Linked DNA regions of Sus scrofa: region 1 is linked to region 2. Evidence: chromatin contacts called from public HiChIP or PLAC-seq data. All regions are on one chromosome and are shown on one strand. Each heading gives the region's core, a stretch centred on a gene start, on an enhancer-like site or on the middle of the called end of the contact. The rest is flanking DNA. Distances are from core to core; before and after follow the strand shown. Region 1 overlaps SCRT2 (transcriptional repressor scratch 2). Region 2 holds the start of NRSN2 (neurensin-2).

Region 1 (2,905 bases), core at 67-2,566, 280 kb after region 2:
GGGCAGTGGTGGTGGTGGTTTTATAGTGGAGGGGGCTCAGCCTCTCAGCACCCCATTCTTCTCCTCTTGTCTGCCTTCGGTCTGGAGGTTCCCCCACCTCCCACTCCAGGAGTCAGGCCTGGGACTTGTCAGGCCCCCAGATGTTAAGGGAGTATTGTTTCAGACTAAGTTGAAATACCTGTTGGGCACACCCAGACCCTCTCTTTCTCCTTCTGTATTTCTTCCCGTTGGAAATTACTGATGATACAATAATACTAACTGATATTTATTGAGCACTTACTAAGTGCCAGGCTCTGTGTTAAATGCTTCAGGCCTGTCACCTTGTTGAATCTTCACAAAAGTACCCCGTGTTACAGAGAAGGAAACAGGCGCCGGTGGTGGTGCTTGATCAAGGGGTGGAACAAGGGTTGGAACCCACTGCTCTGCTCCCTGTTTTCCACACGCCCGAGAGATTGTTCACCTTCTATCCCCAGTGCCCCAGCTGATAGGCACTCGATAAGTATTTGTGAAGTGGGTGATAAATGGGTGATAAAGATTTGCCAGGCCAGCCTCATTCCCTGGCCCGGCAGGGTCTGCCGCCAACCATTCTGTCTACCTGCTCCTGGGACGACTTGATTCCCGACACTGGTTCTAGCTGGGTGACCTTGAGTAGGTCGTGTGTCTTTCTGTGTCTCATCTTTCTCTGGAGATGGGAATAGTATAAAATTCATTTGGAGAGGGTCCCTGATCATGTGGCCCTTGCCTTGCACGTTTTATTATTAAGGAAGGATGGCATACTGGTTAGGAGCCCGATTTTGGTGCCAGACTGCCTGGATTGAGTTCCAGCTTTGCTGTTCCAAGCTGTGTGGTCTTGGACAATTGATCTCTCGATGCCTCTATTTCCCCAGATGTAAAATGGGGGATGATAAAAGCACCTAACTCATACAGTTTGCAGTAAGGAGTCCATGAATGAATTTCATGGACAGTAAGGAGTCCGTGAGTGAAAAGTGAACAAATAATAACCAGCACTCCTGGAGCATGTATGTGTCAGATGCTATTTAAAGGCTTTACACACACACAAAATGCATTTCACCATCATAACGCTGCAGTTGGTACCATCTTACGGATGAGGAATCCGAGGCACAAGGTAGTTAAGTAACTTAGAGTCAGGATTCCAACCCAGTGCCTGGCACAAGACCCGGACTGTCATTATGAGTAACAATAACATTCTCCCCAGATGGGTTTCCGTGCTGCAGTTTTCTTGGCGTCTGCACAGACACATCTTGCAGCTCCTCCCTGGGCCACAGTTTCCTCACCAGGATGTGTAATTTCTGCCTCATGCCCTGGTGAGAAAACTCCTGTGTTGCACATTGGTAGGAGCTCAATGCACCCGGCAGTCCACGTCCCAGCTGGGCTCTGTCTGTGGCGCCCTCTGGTGGTAGAATGCAGTACTGCAGCCCCTTACTCCTGCCGCTGGGGGTCTCTTTATAGAAATAGGGGCGCCTCAAACAAAGGCTGCTCTTCTGCCTACGGATGGATGTGGAATTGCCTTCTGGACAGGAATTGTGGGGCCAGACCAACTGGGGGGCCAGCAGCTGTGGAGTTTGGCAGGGGTTTGGGGTGGGGTTTGGGAGGGTGGTATGAGAGTTTATGTGTTCATGTTGGCAGAGGTGGTTCTAACTTGCTTTGTGACCTTGGTCAGTTTGTTTAACCTCTGTGGAAGTTCCCTTGTGGCACAGCGGGTTAAGGACACAGTATTACCGCAGTGCAGGTGGCAACTGGTTCAATCCCCGGCCCTGGGAGCTTCCCCATGTTTCAAGTGTGGCCAAAAAACCCCACAAACAAACAAAAACACCCCCCTGGACTGTGTACTGGAATAAGGTTGACTGGGAGGCTCTAAAGACCCTTTCTGCATCCTGGCGGAATAGACCCCTCAATGATGCCCATTGTCCTTTCCCTAGAACCCAACCCTCATCAACTCCACTTCAGACCGCAGACCTCTCCCTAGCTGTGTGACCTTGGGCAAGTTAGTTAACCTTTTGGTGCCATAATCTGTATAAAGGAACTCATCATGGAATTGAACAAATTAATGGTATAAAATGCTTAGTACAATGCCTGGCACGCAGTAGCCTCTCAAGCTGCTATTATTATTGTCATTATTACTGGCCCTCCATTTCTTAGTGATATCCTTCTAATCTGCTGGAGAGTAGAAGGGGACACACCTGGGTATCTCAGGCTGCTGGGTGACCTTGGGCAAACCACTTCACCTCTCTGGGCCTCAACCCTGGAGCCTCCTTTAGGACACTATGGGAAGTGCTCTTCTGACTCTGTGTGTGGAACTCAGACAGGTTCGGGGTGCCTTCCTGTACCCTACAGGTGACTGTAGAAGGCTGAGCTGCCTGCTCCCCAGCCAACAGGGTGAGACAGTCCTCTCTTGTTTGGGTCCAGATGGAGGCAGGGAGGCCCAGGGACCCAGAGAGAAGAGACTTGACTCTCATCCTGGCTCTTATACTCATACTCCAGCTGCGTGACCATGGGCAACTCACAAAGCCTCTCCAGGCTCCAGTGCCCCATTTGAAGGATAGGGGCTAGAGCCACTCCTGCCACGTGGGGCTGTAGTGAAGGGAGAAGTGGCGATGTCGTGTGCATGTCACCTGAGAATGACTTTTGGTTTTCCCAGCCTGGGAGTCTTGATGTTTCAGGCTGACGGTCCAGAATATATTTTTAAGATTCCCTGCAGGGGGATTCTGTGAGAAGTCCGGTGCTGGGTGCTCCTCAGACATGTCTCTTCCAATTGTCTGACCCCTTGGGATGAGGGTGGGGCATTTCTGAGAAGCACTGCTGCTGCTGTTGCTTCTAACGGCCGCTGAGCCCTCCCCGCGTGCCAGGCACCACCCTAGAGGCCTGGAGATGGGAGCGGGTTGGC
Region 2 (2,787 bases), core at 36-2,535:
TTTTGTTTTTGGCCACACCCAAGGCATGCAGAAGTTCCCTGGCTAGGGATCGTACCAATACCACATCAACAACCTGAGCCCAAGCAGTGACAATGCCAGATCCTTAATCTGCTAGGCCATCAGGGAACTCCTCATTTCACTCTTTTTTTTTTTTTTTTTTTTTGTCTTTTTAGGGCTGCACCTGCAGTATATGGAGGTTCCCAGGCTAGGGGTCCAATCAGAGCTGCAACTGCTGGCGCACGCCACAGCCACAGCAATGCAGGATCTGAGCGGTGTCTGAGACCTACACCACAGCTCACGGCAACACCTGATCCTTAACCCAATCAATGAGGCCAGAGATCAAACCTTCGTTCTCATGGATGTGTTCGTTTCCACTGAGCCATGAAGGGAACTCCTCATTTCACTATTATAACCCCTTTGAGAGGCAGTCGATAATATTATCTTGATTTTACTGAGGCTCAGAGCATTTAAAACACGTAAGCCGAAAGTGGCAGGACCAGGGATACACACACTGATCTGTCTGACTCCAGACTTCAACTCACAAGCACCATGTTGGTTTTTTGTTTTTTGATTTTGGTTTTGACTTTTTGCCTTTTCTAGGGCTGCACCCGTGGCATATGGAGATTCCCAGGCTAGGGGTCGAATCAGAGCTGTAGCCACTGGCCTATGCCAGAGCCACAGCAACGAGGGATCCGAACCGAGTCTTCGACCTACACCGCAGCTCACAGCAATGCCGGATCCTTAACCCACTGAGCAAGGCCAGGGATCGAACCCACAACTTCATGGTTCCTAGTTGGATTCGTTAACCACTGAGCCACGACGGGATCTCCAGGAAGGCACTTCTGATGGGGACCCATTGGGAGAGAGATGGGTCTCAACCATGGGTGGGGGCCCAGATTGAGAGATGGGAGTCTGTTAAGAGGACGAGGGCTCAGGCAGGAGCTGAGCCCTTGTGTACTTGGGTGAGGGCTCCATGCAGAGGCCCAGAGAGGGGACTGAAGATACAGTGGAGACATAAAGCTCAGCGAAGCCAAGGATCTTCAGTCGGCGGGTTGGGAGATGGAGGGAGAGATAGGACAGTCAGGTGAGATGTTTGAGGGGCTGCATAAGGGGGTGGGGTCCCGGCGAGAGGCCTGGGGTCTCAGAGAAAGAAGGGAATTCCCAGAAAAGGACAGGGCTCGGGGTCCTTCAAGGGTCCGAAATCTGCAGGGCCAGCCCTTGGGGCCGATTGCCCGCCCCCCACCCCCACCTCACCCCCACCTCACCACCCCCGCCCCCCGACTGCGGCGCACGCGCCGACCCAAACCGCTTCTGCTGCGCAGGAGCCCCGGCTCCCGCTCGGCGGAGACCGCAGACCGAGAGGTGAGCTCAGCCCTGCTCCACTCGCGGCGCGACCCCCACCCTGCCTCCTCCCGGGATTCGAAGAATCCCCCACTCCCGCTGCGTCCCCAGCCCCTGCCTTGTCCCGCCTCAGGCCGGACGGCGGCCCCAGCCCTGATGTGCCTCGAGCTTTGGGAGGCGGGGGTCCCAGGGACGTAGCAGGAGGCAGACATCTCTTCAGCCCCAACGCCCCGAGGCACCTCAGGGTTGATAGGCTGGGTGAGGCTTCAAAGGACAAGACCCCCTCTCCCTCCCTGCTGAAAACCCATTGGCACCCCTCTATGCCTCAGTTTCCCTCCTGGGGAAAGGATGCACTTGAAGTCTCGAACCGGCGACCGGGTCAGAAACCGTATGCGGTGGTGGTGGTGGTGAGGGGACCTGGCCTCGCTCCCCAGGACGGCGCCCCTCTTCCTGCTTGAGCGATGCCGAACGCTAAGGGGGCGGGTCTGGGGGGGTCTGAGAAGGAGAACTGAGCGTGGCCCCATTAAGGCGACAGATTACAGCCATCTTCTGTCCTCGCGCCTGTCACCTTCCGGTGCGCCTCCCTCCGCTCGCCTCCGCGCGGCAGCCTCCACCCCACGGATCCCGGAGCCCCCTCCTCTTCCCGCTCCCTGCTTTCTGAGCTCCTTCTGCATCCAGCCTAAGGAGAGCGCCCCAGCGGTTCCTATGGCAACCCTGGTCCCGGGTTCTCAGCATCCTCCCGCTCCCTTACCCCCGACCGCCAGTCAGCCTCCTGGCAACCTGAAAAGGAGAGGGAGGGGCCAGGCCGAGGCGGGGGGTGGGGAGGTTGGCAGTGTCAAGGTCACCTTCCTTCTCCTACGCCAGCGAGATCGGGTGACAGTGTGTATTTGGAGGAGAGGAACTGGGAGTTACAGGGGAGGAGCTAAGCCGGGCCTACCATCCCCGAGCTCCCTCCCCGCCCCCTCCCCTAGGAGTGTCGTGGCACTGACGCCCGCCGCCCCACCAGCTGCGTTGTAGTCTCCTGATCCCGGCCTCCCCGAAGCAAAGGTTCCCAATGTGGCCACACCCTCTGCAGAGCCCAGCTCCCCCCAGCCCCCACTCCCGGGGAGCGCTCCGCCCGGACCGATTGCCCTGTTCTTTCCCTGTCTTTCGCTTTGGTCTTTTCCCATTGTCTGTCAATTTGAGGGGGCGGGTGTGGGGGGGTGTCTTTTACCCCTTTTCCCTTTTTTATCCCTGAGTTTTGGGTGAGAACTGTGGCGAACTGCAATTTATAGACAGGCTTTAATGACAGCACTTCTGTGCGCTCATGCAGGTCCATAAAATCACCTTCATCACGCTGTGGCTGTGTGTGTGTGTGTGTGTGTGCGCGTGTGCGTGTGTGCGTGTGCGTGTGTGTGTGTGTCTTTGTGTGATGTGTCCGAATGTCTTTTTCTTTGTGCTGTGTGT

Evidence for each region. HiChIP or PLAC-seq counts read pairs in DNA pulled down with a chosen protein or histone mark.
Region 1: an H3K27ac HiChIP or PLAC-seq map of alveolar macrophages shows a contact between it and region 2. The contact joins the enhancer-like site here to the promoter of NRSN2 in region 2. A contact is called at or near these places in 12 of 47 Hi-C or Micro-C datasets (alveolar macrophages, blood, embryonic fibroblasts and 7 more) and 1 of 2 datasets of contacts at active chromatin or transcription factors (alveolar macrophages).

What each region holds. Positions count from the first base shown.
Region 1 is chr17:34,564,547-34,567,451 of Sscrofa11.1, reverse strand. All of the region lies in intron 1 of SCRT2 (transcriptional repressor scratch 2), which reads right to left. The region is part of intron 1 of LOC106506648 (a long non-coding RNA gene); the gene reads left to right. Among named protein-coding and RNA genes, the nearest start is that of SCRT2, 7.8 kb to the right of the region's middle. Within about 2 kb of position 1,316, at least 5 of the 83 cell types and tissues checked have an H3K27ac peak or open chromatin away from gene starts, as enhancers often do. A contact at or near this core is called in alveolar macrophages, where this site is marked.
Region 2 is chr17:34,843,003-34,845,789 of Sscrofa11.1, reverse strand. It overlaps NRSN2 (neurensin-2), which reads left to right and starts at 1,285. Exons shown (of 3, transcript XM_001928104.4): 1 at 1,285-1,362.